2 separate regions of the Mus musculus genome follow, and region 2 is linked to region 1. A link is a contact called in public ChIA-PET data. All regions are on one chromosome and are shown on one strand. Each heading gives the region's core, a stretch centred on a gene start, on an enhancer-like site or on the middle of the called end of the contact. The rest is flanking DNA. Distances are from core to core; before and after follow the strand shown.

Region 1 (6,369 bases), core at 3,046-5,545:
GTGTCACGGCTTGACGTGGGAGGGTAGAGGCATGGGGGGAGGGCGTGTGCCCTTCCCCTCTGGACTCTCCTTCTGTAAAGATGGCGTCTGCCCTTCCCTCCCCAGCGCTGAGTGCCTCCATTTTCCTGTTGGTGGTTTAGAAGATGTTTTTGAGAACTATGGATAAGCAATTCTTTATTTAAACAATTATTAATTAAAATATTCCTTAGGGAGAAAAACATTGTACCACATGAAATTCAAGGCTGGGAATGGTGGCCCATGCAAACATGTCATCCCCTGTAGCCCAGGAGGTGGGGACAGGAGGATAGAACTTTTCTATGGAAGACCCTGTCTCAAACAAAACAAAACAAACAAACAAAATCATGGATGTAGTTTTACATTTTATTAGGAAAGTGTCCAAATATGTACTAAGATTTCTTTAGATTAGATGAAAAATAAAAAGATAAAAAAAAAGTAAAAATTGGATCCCATTACAGATGTCTATGAGCCACCATGGGGTTGCTGGGAATTGAACTCAGGACCTCTGGAAGAGCAGCCAGTGCTCATACCGCTGAGCCATCTCTCCAGCCTGTATATGTAACTTCTTATAGAGGATGACATGGTCTTGGAAATGCATTGTGGGTGATGTCATCATTGTGCTAACATCACAGAGTGCACTTATACAAAAGGCAACTGCGATAAGCAGGATCCAACAGGACCATCATCATCTCTGAGGTCTTGTCCCTGACTGCAATGTCATTGTGTAACTCACGACTCTGTTATTTTGGTAGTGTGGAAGTGACACAGAATTGTGTAGTTAATTGTAAGTGTCTGAAGCTGGGAAATTATCCAGAGACTATACATGTCTGAATACTATGAAATGGTCCATTGAGGAGCTGGTGAGATGCTTCAATAGTTTCCACAGATTCCTCAACAGTTCTACACAAAGGTACGGATTCCTGAACACTGCCTGGCCCCGGACACCTCTCCAGCTTCACCTGGCACATAGGTTTCTCCCCAGGGCTGTTGCTAGCCATATCTGACAGTACTTCATCAATGCCCTCTCCTTCTATCCCGGCTTCCTCTAAGTGTAGGCACAGTTCCTCCAGGAAGCTGCCCCTCTCAGTTGCTCAGTAGCATCTATGGTACACTCTGCATAACCATCACAACCCAGCCAGACATGTTATGATTATGGCTCATGCGCCTTCCTCCCCACCTCTCTCCAGAGTGAGTACCTCACTCCTCACTGTGGTCCTCTCCTCTCCTTCTACCTCAGTACTGACACAGGAACTTGCCGTTGTAGCAAGTTAGTTAACTGCAGGTTGGATGAGTCCAGTGGATACATGCTGACTATGTCAATGGTGCGAAGAAAAGAAACTTGTAAATTCAAGAGTGATCTTGCTGAATAGAGTATAATTTAAGATGTTAACATTTGCTTTTTCCTATAAAAGAATTCTTTCTGATTTCATACTTGAAGACAAAATAGAATTTAGAGCATAACTTCTTTTGCAAATACATCTATATAGTCTTTCTTCTTATCTCGCTAACAGTGAGCTGCTCCTTCTATTAGGTTGAAGTGCCAACCTGGACTCTTGGTGCCTGAACCTAGACTCCTGCTCCAGTTTTGGTACATTGGCCGGGCTGAGTTTGTTTACTCTGTTCATACGTAAGATAGTTGATTGGCTCAATGGTTTCTAATGCAGTTTCCATTCCGAAATGCCATAGCATGTTGGCCTTGTGGGGTCCTGAGGTTGGAATTTTCCAGTCATAATGGGTTTATTCTTAATAATGGGTAAACCCTCCTTTTGGCATATTATATATGTACATGGAGTTAAAATGTGTGGGTCACTATTCTGACCCTTTGAGGAAATCAATTAGGGTAAATATTTTCCAAAAATGTAGTCTTTTGTTTTAACCATGTTACGGTGGCAAGTGGAGCATTCATGTTATTTGGCCGGAGGGAGGGAGGGAGGGAGGGAGGAAGGGAGGGAGGGAGGGAGTGTAAGCACTCCCAGTGGGTAGTTTGCACTCAGCAAGTTTAAACTGTTCAACCTCTGACTCCGTGTCTACCATTGATTCTAGAGCAAAATACTAGCTGTGCACAAGTTTGGATATAGGCATTATTTTTTCACACCTGGAACTTGTTTTGTAGATCAGGCTAGCTTCAAACTCACAGCAGTCCTCCTGCCTCTACCTCCTGAGTGCTGGGCTTAAAAGTGTGTCTCCATACGCAGACTCTATACACATATTAGTGCCAGCATAGTTATAAAGGCAAAGTAGAACTAAGCGATTGATGGCAGGAGGATGTTAAGTAAAAAACACTCCTGTTATTTTAAAACTCACATTTTCAAAGAGCATCTAAGTAGTATGAAAGAGTAAGAAAAGTTGGGCTGGAGAGATGGCTCCACAGTTAAGAGCACAGGCTGCTCTTGCAGAGGCCCCAGGTTGGATTCCTAGAATCTACTTGACAGCTCACAACTGCCCACAAGTGCACTTTTAGGGTTTCTGACTCCCCCTTCTGGCCTCTGTGAGTACTGCATGCATGTGGTGTACATATATAACATTCAGGCAAAACGCCCATACACACACAAAAAAATAAAACTAAATATTTTTTAAAAAATAAAACCTAGGAAGGTTTTGTGTTAAGAGATAATTCCGAACCACATACATGAATAATTCTAACTTTAAAATATTTGAGGCATATATAAAACTAGAGGAAAATGCTTTCCAAAGTTGTCGGTGGGTGAGTGGGTGTAATGGGTAATTCCAATAATCACAGCATTGAGGAGGTAGAAGCAGGAAGGTCAGGAGTTCAAGGCCTGCCTAGGCTAGACAGCTTCGTGAGACCCTGTCTCAAAAAAAAAAAAGTTATCAATGTTCATTGCTTCCTATCACCACTGTAAAATCTTTAAAAAATTAATTGTGTCACCGATTTCCAGAGTTGATGCATGCTATTCTCATATTTTAAGAAAGAAAAAAAGGCACACATGAAATGCTTGTCAAAGGGACTATTTTGAGTGCTGTAGATGTAGAAAGATGGAGGACCTGGTGCCTGGTGTCTGGTAACACACTGGCTTGTAAGGGCCACAGACACCTGGCAGTGACTGGGGGCAGTGGGAATCCAGGATCGAGCACACAATAGGCTAGTGAAGAAAGAGGTGTCTGTGTGCCTCACCTCAGGTGACACCTTGCCAGAGCCCCAAAATGCCCATGGGACCATCTTCAGCAGTGTCCTCTTTCAGAACAAATCCAGCCAGCTTTAGTAGGACACTGGGCCACCCCTTAAGCTCACACTAACCCCGCATCCCAGGAAGGAAGGCCTCCAACAGAGCTTGCACCATTTCCTAAGTCAGACTTTTTTATTGAGGGATTTCCTTGTAAGGATGGGCAATAAAGGAGGCAGGGAGTCCAGGGCCAGCACCAAGGGAGGTGCTTACCATGTTGAAGCATGGGCTCCTGAGACAGATCATGTAAGATCAGATTCTTGCTATGTTGTTTGCCTTGTCTGTGCTACTACTCTATCATTATCATCATCAGCACCCCCCATCATCATCATCACCAGCACCTCCACCACCATCATCATCACCAGCACCACCACCAACACTACCACAGTCATCATCATAAAGACCACCACCATGTTGTGAGATAGGAGTTGATGACACTTAACACTCCTTATCACGTACCAAGAGTTCAGTAACTGTTAGTTATTGTTGTTCTTGGTATTCATATCATAAGGATTGTTGAAGGCTCAGGTGCCTACATCCCTACAAAACAGATGCTGGCCTCTCCTCTGTCTGTGCCTGGACTCCATGCTTCCCAGTTCCTTCTTCTGAGACTAGGGGAGGGACTGGAGGTGTCTAGGGCTTCCTTCTCCCATCCTTCCAGGCCAGAGCAGCTCACAGTGTGAGCTGCATCCTGCGTGGGCATCTCCCTGGTCCAGGGGTCAGCTCTTTCCCAGTGGGCTAGGGCTGGCGTTGCTCTCACAGGGAAATGGAGACACAGCACAGAGGCGCTTACGAATACAGAACTTCAATTCTGAATAGTCTTGGAGACCATGAAAAACATTTCTAAAGGACATAAAACCATGGATAAGGAACAAGATGACATTTAGCATTTTCCAATGAATACTGATTCATTTTCTAAGACTCGTTAATTATTGTTAAAGTCCAAAGAGGAAGCTATGTGACTCAGAACTGTGGAAATGAAAGAAAACCTCAAAGACGTTGGCTGAACTTGGGCCTTTATAGGCTGTACCCTTTCCACCTCTGAATGGTTCACCTTGTAGTCCCACCCCTCTCTTCGCCTGTTCACAGAACAGCCAAGAAAAACGTGGTGTGCACACCACACGGAGAGATGCGAGCGTTCTCATGCTCTTCTGGAACTGAGAGAGACCTGTGTGAAAGCTCTGTGGGGGATGGTAACACTGCACGTAGAGCTCCCCACAGACCACATGTCTCTGTTTTCTGGCATTGCTAAAGAACCACACATTTCCACTACTCTGTGCTCCGATGTGATAAGAACCTATTCTTTGGGGAGTTGGACCACACTGGTCTGCAGGCTGTGTCTGACCTAAGCTACCATGCCCCTGGTGGCACTGGCTCGGTGTCTGCATGCAGCTGAGGACAGGCAGGTGGGCACGTAGGTGGGCTGGTGCTTTCTGGCTTGGAGAGGTCTTTGTTCCTCTGAGCCATCTGTCTTTTCCAGATGCCTCTGAGTCGGTGTTTCCCCTGGCCAGAGACTAGCATGGAAACACTGAACACAGGTTCGTTCTAGCCCTTAAGTGCTCTTTCCAGGGCACTCTAGAAGGTTCTGCTGGTTTGACCAGCTGCAGAGGCTGGCCGAGTGGCGAGCCACCTAGAAAGACAAATGGCAGAAGGTGTAAGGCTTTTTAGCAGGCCTTCCGAGTCCACCATGAGCAGGTAGCCCAGCTTCAGTGTCATAGCCGAGCCCCGAAGAGGCAAACTGCTGTTTAATTGTCAGAATTGCTCCAACATATGATCTGGGCCCTGAGTGAACCTCACCAACCTGCTAAAAGTTGATGACACAAAATATTAAACTTAGTCACTCTTTCCGTTTTCCCCTCCCATCCCCAAGGGACAAAGGGAAAAGAATGCTCCTTCAGGCATGAGGTCAGTTTTCTTGTATGACCAAAAATGAAGAATTATCTGTGTGCCCTTAATCCTATCTGGTTAAATACTTCAAAAGAACAGCATAAAACCGAGATTAAAAGCAAGATTTTAAAAGTGGCTGACGAGGTCCATCTCAAGTAAAAGTTTATGTGAAATAAATATCAAATGCCTTTTGAAATTTTGCTGGGTGACACCCCTTTGTTTAGAAAAACAACTGCTCTAACAGAAAAATGCTGCTTCCCAAAACCAAGTAAAACACTGGTCTCTATTACTGTTGTTGTTGTTGTTGTTGTTGTTGTTGTCAGGGTCACAGTACATAGCCCTGGCTGACCTGGTACTGACTGTATAAAGCAGGCAGCCCTCAAACTCAAGAGCCCTGCCTGCTTTGCCCCCCTGAATTAAAGGCAGGTACCACAAGGTCCAGCTGCAGACTGTTTTTAAACGAGCAAAAATGAAAATTCAGTACTGGCAATTTTCAAGACAGCGGTTAGACCATGGCTTCTCAGGGTTCCCTCTCCTCTCTTAGTTCTGCAGGGAAAGTCCCTTGCAAGAAGTCTCCATGCGCAGGTCTCAGCAGCGGGAGACTGTTGTGGACTCAGAATGGGCTACCAGTGAAGAGCAGCCCCAGGAAAATGTGTCAAACCTGCTCTAGCTCCTGGAGAGCAAAATGGCCGGGAGCCCCCTCTCTCTTAAGATGAGAAACCCTCTCAGACTCGTGTGGTTCTGTTTCTGCAGCCACACTGGGCAGATGTATCTTTTATTGCATCCCGACCTCAGGGTGGACAGCCTTGGCTATTCATTCCTTTAGCACACAACACAATTACTGCATAAGCAGGACCTTCAGCTTTCTACATGCATGCAGCTATGGCCAAAGTAAACTGGTCTCTTGGGATTATTTTGAACTGGAACTGAGTTGTTTATTTCCATTAAGCTATCCACAGAGACTTTTGAGCTATCTTTGTATTTGAGGACTTTTCCCCCCACCATGGTATCAGCGTACCACTTCTTCCCAAGTCTTTGCTTGGAAAGAGTTTTGTACAGGGAGAGATTCCTGCCAGCTCGGTACAATGGTGACCGAGGGACAGCAGAGCAGCCCTACCCTGTGTTTCATGTTTGAGGGTGAGTTCATGAAAATGATTTTTGGCAGTAATATGGCTGGGGTCTCCAGGAAATGCTTCATGTTGCTACTGAGGCGTCGGCCCTGATGATGACATGCAGAGGTTTAGACAGGGTCGTGTTCTGCTTGACATCTGCCTGATCT
Region 2 (6,509 bases), core at 2,743-5,242, 440 kb before region 1:
CACATGGTGGCTCACAACCATCCATAACAAGATCTGATGCCCTCTTCTGGAGTGTCTGAAGATAGCTACAGTGTACTTATGCATAATAAATAAATAAATCAAGAGAAAGAGAGAGAGAGAGAGAGAGAGAGAGAGAGAGAGAGAGAGATCCTGTCTTGAAACACTCCTCTCCCAAAACAGAAAGAAAGAAAGAAAGAAAGAAAGAAAGAAAGAAAGAAAGAGAGAGATCCTGTCTTGAAACACTCCTCTCCCAAAACAGAAAGAAAGAGAGAGAGAGAGAGAGAGAGAGAAAGAGAAAGAGAAAGAAAGAAAGAAAGAAAGAAAGAAAGAAAGAAAGAAAGAAAGAAAGAAAGAGAAAGAAAGAAATGTATGTAAGGGATCCAGGAAGTCCTAAGACATAACAATTGACCAAAGACCTGAGTAATACGGAAAGAAGAGCTAAGCAGCTATCAGAAGAAAACTTATTCCAAACAAAAGAAACGGCAACAATAAAGCAGCTCTCTGGAGTGCAGTGTTCTTAGCACTTTTGAAAATCAAGGAAGCCAGTGTGCAAGAACGGACTGAACAGGAGCTGGCTTCTTAGGCCTGTATTAAAACTCCGCATTTATCCTGTGTAGTTGGGACTACCAAGTAGATATAACTAAATTCATTCATTCTGCATATTTTCAATTTCTAGGGATTTTCAAAACATTAACTTTGTAAGTGATTTCTATGGTTCCAAATTCATATCTACAGAGCAGTATTCATAAAGTCTATTTTCTGGAGCTGGGCATGGTGACCAATGACTTTAATCTCAGCATTTAAGAGGCAAAGGCAGGGGCTGGTGAGATGGCTCAGTGGGTATGAGCACCCGACTGCTCTTCCGAAGGTCCGAAGTTCAAATCCCAGCAACCACATGGTGGCTCACAACCATCCGTAACGAGATCTTACTCCCTCTTCTGGAGTGTCTGAAGACAGCTACAGTGTACTTACATATAATAAAAATAAATAAATCTTACCAAAAAAAAAAAAAAAAAGAGGCAAAGGCAGATGAACACCTGTGAGACCAGCTGTGGTCTCCATAGTGAGTTCCAAGATAGCCAGAACTATGTGGAGACCCTGTGCCAACAACAACAATAACCAAGTTTAGTTTCTGTTCTTGTTCCCTCCAACATACTGTCTCCTTTATGAATAACTAGCAGTTCGCAGTAACCCTTGGCTACAGAGCAAGTTTCAGGCCAGATGGGGATACATTAGACCCTGTCAGGAAGAAAGGAAGGAAGGGAGGGAAAGAGGAGAGAGAAGGAGAAGGAGAAAGACAGAGATAGAAAAGGGAAGAGAGAAAGGGAGAGAAGAGAAAAGAAAAGAGAGTAGAGAAAAAGCAGGAGTGAGCGTGCATGGTGGTAAGAATATGGAGGAACTGGAAACCTTGTATTTACTTTAGAAATATACAATGGTATAGCCACTGTGAAAGACAGCATGTCCTTTTAAAATATAATTATTATATGATCCAGTATTTTGTGCTATGTATCCAAAATAATTCAAGGTGGGGACTCAGATGTATTGTTACAACTATGATCATAGTAGCATTATTCACAATAGCCAAAGAGTAGTAGCAGCCCAAGTGTCCTTCACCAGTGAATGGTTAATCCATGTGTGATGCATGCATCTATACATACATACATACATACATACATACATATGGACATTATCCAGCCTTAGAAAAGAAAAATATTCTGACACATGTCTCAACCTGGATAAACAATAAAAACATCTGCTGTGTGAAAGACATCAGTCTTTAACTAGGTGCTGTGACCCAGGACTCTCAAGACTGAAGCAGGAGAATACAAAGTTCCAAGCCAGCATGGACTGTATGACTAGATCCAATCTCAAAATCCAAAACTTGACCTTAAGAAAAGGGCAACTGTCTAGCTGTGGAGGCACAAAACTTTGATCCCCACACCTGGGAGGCAGAGGCGGGAGGATCTCTGTGAGTTTGAGGCCAACCTAGTCTACAAAGTGAGTTCTAGGACAGCCAAGCCTACACACACACACACACACACACAGAGAGAGAGAGAGAGAGAGAGAGAGAGAGAGAGAGAGAGAGAGAGAAATCCTGTCTCAAAAATAACCAAGAAATGGGGCTGGAGGGTTAAGAGCACCACTGTCTGCTCTTCCAGAGGCCCTGAGTTCAACTCCCAGCAACCACATGGTATATCTGAAATCAGCTACAGTGTGTTCATATACATTAAAGAAATAATAAAAAAAGAAAAGCAGGAGTATGCTGTGAGATGCCTCAGTGGGTCAAGGTGCTTGCTTGGCCCTACACCTGTCGACCTGAATTCAATCCCTGGAATCCGCATGGTGAGGACAGAGCCCTGGCTCCCTCAATCTGTTCTCTGACCTTTGCATGCACACTGTGGCATATGCACCTATACACACATCTGTCTGCCCTCACATATGCACAGAATAAATAAATAAATGTAATGAACTAAAAGAAACAGCAGCTAGTTACAATGAGACAAATAATGCAGGACTTAGATGAAGGATCTAGAATAGTCAAGTTCAAAACAAAAACAATGGTGATTTTCTGAGGCTGGAGAAAATGCTATGGTTAAAACAAACAGACTGAGCAAGTTATAATTTTATATCTAAAAACATATCATATATACATACAACTAAATATGTATATAAAACTAAAGAAAAAGAGGCCTCAGATTTGAAAAGTCAAGAAGTGTCTAGGAGGAGGAGGGGGGAGGAAATGGGAGGGAGTGGTGTTTGAATAAAAAATTGGCCCCCACGGGTCCATAGGGAATGGCACCGTTAGGAGGTGTGGCCTTGTTGGAGGAAGTGTGTAACTGGGGGGGGGGGGGGTGCAGGCTTTGAGGTTTCAGAAGCATAAGGCAAGCATAATGGCTAACAGTGGTCTCTTCTGGCTGCCTGCCTTCTTCCTTCAGCTATTCTCAGCTCTGTCTCCAGCACCGTGTCTGCCTGAACACTGCCATGCTTCCTGCCATGCTGAAAATGGACTAAACCTCTGAAACTGTAAGCCAGCCCCAATTAAATGTTTGTTTGTTTGTTTCTAAGAGTTGCGGTAGTCGTGGTGTCTCTTCACAGCATTAAAACCCTAAAACAGGGGAGAACCTATGAGATTATATTATCTCAAAAAAACTATTTTAAAAAAATCAATAAGAAGACCAGACGTTGAACTACAGCCATTTATCTGAGACATTTCTGCATCCATCTGGTTTGTTCAAAGTTATCAGAACTGGGTGCTGAATAGATTTTGAAAACTATTCAGGCACTTTTTTAGTCCGAAATGATGATACATTATTATCTCTTAATTCTCCCAGTTATAATGGTGGAAGGCAGCAGAACACAGTGGTACATGGCTTTAATGTCAGCACTTGGAAAACAGAGGCAGGAGGATTTCTGTGAGTTGAAGGCTAGCCTAGTCTACAGAGTTGCAAAGCTCTTGAACCGTCATTTGTTCTTCCCAGGACTTCTAGGTAGGTCTTCTGAGAAAAGATTTGTCGTCTTAAACAAAAGCAAACAAACAAACAAACAAAAAACCCTGTTTTAGAGTCTTACAAAGAAATAATCCCGCTGGAGTTGGTTATGAAGAAGCTAACTACTTGGAAGGGTGAAAGTGGACGATCAAGGTTCTCCCTAACTTACATACTGAGCTCAAGGCCTGCCTGAGCAACTCACCCTGTTTGAAATAAAAGCCAAATCAGGGTCGGCTTGTAGCTCCCTGGGAGAACCCCTGCCTGGCACGTGCAAGGAGCGAGGCTCAGTCTGCGATAGCGACAACAACTAAAAATTATCTGCACCGTTAGTAACACTAACAAAGCCAAGAGTCGTCTTCAGTGTGCTTTTCATTTCACTGGCCGCCAGCCGGTCACGGAGGGGGCCTGTCATTGTCCTCCTCTGAGAGTTACCAATAAAGTTGTTACAAAGTGACCTTGAGCGTCTTCCCCCGCCTTCTCCATCCGGGTGCTGCGGCGCGGATAAGAGCCGCACCGCGCTTGCGCGCCCAGCCCCACTGCTTCGACCTCTGCCGCCGCCACTGCCGCCGCCTCGGGAGGTAAGCGAAGGTAAACGGAGGGCGCGGGGCCCGGGCCGGGGCGGAGCGGGTCTCCCGGCCCTGTCCACCGGGCTTGCGCTTCCCGGGCACGCGGCCACGCTGACCGCCTGCGCGGGGCCCCTCGGGGCCGGGGTGGCAAGGACAGGCCCCTGGGGGGGACACTTGACCTTAAGCCTCTTTTCGCTCCGCAGAGAGGAAGCGGGAGAGGAGCCCACGTCGCCTGTCACCTAGATCCACGCCGCGCCGCCAGGAAGAAAGATGTTCGCCTGCGCCAAGCTCGCCCGCACCCCCGCTCTGGTGCGTAACCCGGGCCTCGGCCCAGCATTCACGCCGAGGGACCGGCTCTCCTTCACCCTTGCCCCGATGTCCTCTCCTCCCTCCCTCCCTCCCAACCCTGGGGCCCGCAGACAGTTCCCGGCCATGTGTCCCCCCCGAGGCCTAGCTGACAGGCCTTCTGGGCGTAGGTCACAGCCTCCTTGCTCGTGGAGCGCGCCCCTCCCCCACCGCCCGGTCCCTATGGAGTTGGGGTCGACGCGAAGGTCGGGGTGCTGAGAAGTCAGGAAGGGGCAGCTGAGGCCTAGTTGCCTGCACAGCGTTTCCCGTGCGCGTCTGTAGGTCAAACTCGCCGCTGCAGAGGGAGGGACTTTGCTTCCTTGTGTGGGCGGAGAAAGGTGTTGGGGAGCCCCGAAGCTTGCTTTTTTGGAGGCTTTAAGTGAAGTCTGAATCTAAAAGATTTGTGCTAGAGAATCGGGTCCTGGTTCTGGAGGGATTTTCTGTGACCTTAGTGTCCGTGGACACTCAAGGGCAGAGAAGCCAGACTGCCAGATGTCCTTATAGTGAGAGTATTGCAACGGCTGTTAAGCTGACATCAAAATGCTTAACTCTATAGTAAATTTAGAATTAGTGGGTATTTAGGAATCCTTTGAAAATTGTAGGAGCTTCATTAGCTGCTGGACTGTTGTAAATGATCAAAATCATAGCGACACCCTTATGAGCCCACATAACTTACTTGAATTTACAGCACTACAGTTACTGAAACTTCCACAACACTCAGTCACTTGGTAACTAATTGGTCTTAGGATTTTTGTTTACAGATAGATTAAATAGAACATTCCATGGTTCATTAGCATAAAATTTTAGGTTGGCTTTGTGTATGCACAATGACCAAAGGCCATGCTAATTGCAGAGATAATAAATCTGTTCGTTCTCTTCTGCTTTCTCCTTTAGAGTTTAAAGTTGCACAAGAGGTCACTGAAGACTAATGTGTACTCTTTAGTACTTGAAATTCTTTCTTTTCCTTCCATTAATAGATCCGAGCTGGATCCAGAGTTGCATATAGACCAATTTCTGCATCAGTGTTATCTCGGCCAGAGACTAGGACTGGAGAGGTGAGTATTAATAACAGAAATTAGGAAACACTGTCAATAAGTCTTACAGAGTTGTTATCATGAAGGGGTGTATTAATGGGTGGTTTCTTTCCAGTTTTATTAAATAATACATAGAAGGTGAGCCACTGAGAGGAACTTTTGGCCAGCACAACCTTCTGAATTAGCAAATAAATATTTTAGGCTGTATTTATAGTTTTGAGTTATCTGTGTTTAAAATAGCCACGGTTATCCAAAAAAGCCTGCTTTGTTGAAAAGCATATTCATTATTCTGTTTTATACTTTTAAAAATCCTAAGAGGTATAGGTCTTGTTAACTATCTTATACGAGATAAGAATTATATCAAGCTCTTGGTTTTCTTTTTCCTTGAGCCATACAATTATTTATTCATACCAAGCTATAGTATAAAGAAGTTACTGGTTTTGGCACTATAGTAGTTAAAATCAATGTGATTACTGAATTGACCTTTGCCTTATTTCCTCTTCCCAGGGCTCTACAGTTTTTAATGGGGCCCAGAATGGTGTGTGTCAGCTGATCCGAAGGGAGTTTCAGACCAGTGTAATCAGCAGAGACATTGATACTGCTGCCAAATTCATTGGTGCAGGTGCTGCAACAGTAGGAGTTGCTGGTTCTGGTGCTGGTATTGGAACAGTCTTTGGCAGTCTTATCATTGGTTATGCCAGGTAATCATGTCTGTCAGAGTAAGGTGAAGACTCAGTGGGAAAGTAGACGTGGAAAGAGGGAAATGATGAAATAATGGTAGCCCTTTTGAATGAAGTGTCTGCTGTGTCTTGCATTATATTCTGAGCTGTGTGTGCACTGGTCACTTAAATAAGTGAGGATAGAGCTAGGGGCTAGGGAACACGCCTATAACTCCAACCAGTCAGGAGAGTCAAGGAGATCACAAATGTCAGGACCCCTCAAGGTGGTGTAAACTGAGGATTTATATTTGCATACGAAGATAGCTCCCTGACTTTATGCCACATGATTAGGAGTGGGTAAAATACTCTGAGAGACAAAAGCAAAGTGGTATAGGAGATAGCACCCCCATGAGACTT

Evidence for each region. ChIA-PET counts read pairs in DNA pulled down with a chosen protein or histone mark.
Region 2: a contact with region 1 is called in an RNA polymerase II ChIA-PET map of effector CD8 T cells, with 7 read pairs. The contact joins the promoter of Atp5g3 here to the enhancer-like site in region 1. A contact is called at or near these places in 2 of 115 datasets of contacts at active chromatin or transcription factors (bone marrow-derived macrophages and effector CD8 T cells) and 1 of 9 other capture datasets (pancreatic islet).

The regions. Positions count from the first base shown.
Region 1 is chr2:73,468,432-73,474,800 of GRCm38.p6, reverse strand. The region is part of intron 1 of Wipf1 (WAS/WASL interacting protein family, member 1); the gene reads left to right. Among named protein-coding and RNA genes, the nearest start is that of Wipf1, 58 kb to the left of the region's middle. Within about 2 kb of position 4,295, at least 129 of the 459 cell types and tissues checked have an H3K27ac peak or open chromatin away from gene starts, as enhancers often do. A contact at or near this core is called in bone marrow-derived macrophages and effector CD8 T cells, where this site is marked.
Region 2 is chr2:73,908,809-73,915,317 of GRCm38.p6, reverse strand. Atp5g3 (ATP synthase, H+ transporting, mitochondrial F0 complex, subunit C3 (subunit 9)) reads left to right here and starts at 3,992. Exons shown (of 5, transcript NM_175015.3): 1 at 3,992-4,066; 2 at 4,258-4,363; 3 at 5,377-5,454; 4 at 5,941-6,134. The coding sequence starts at 4,325.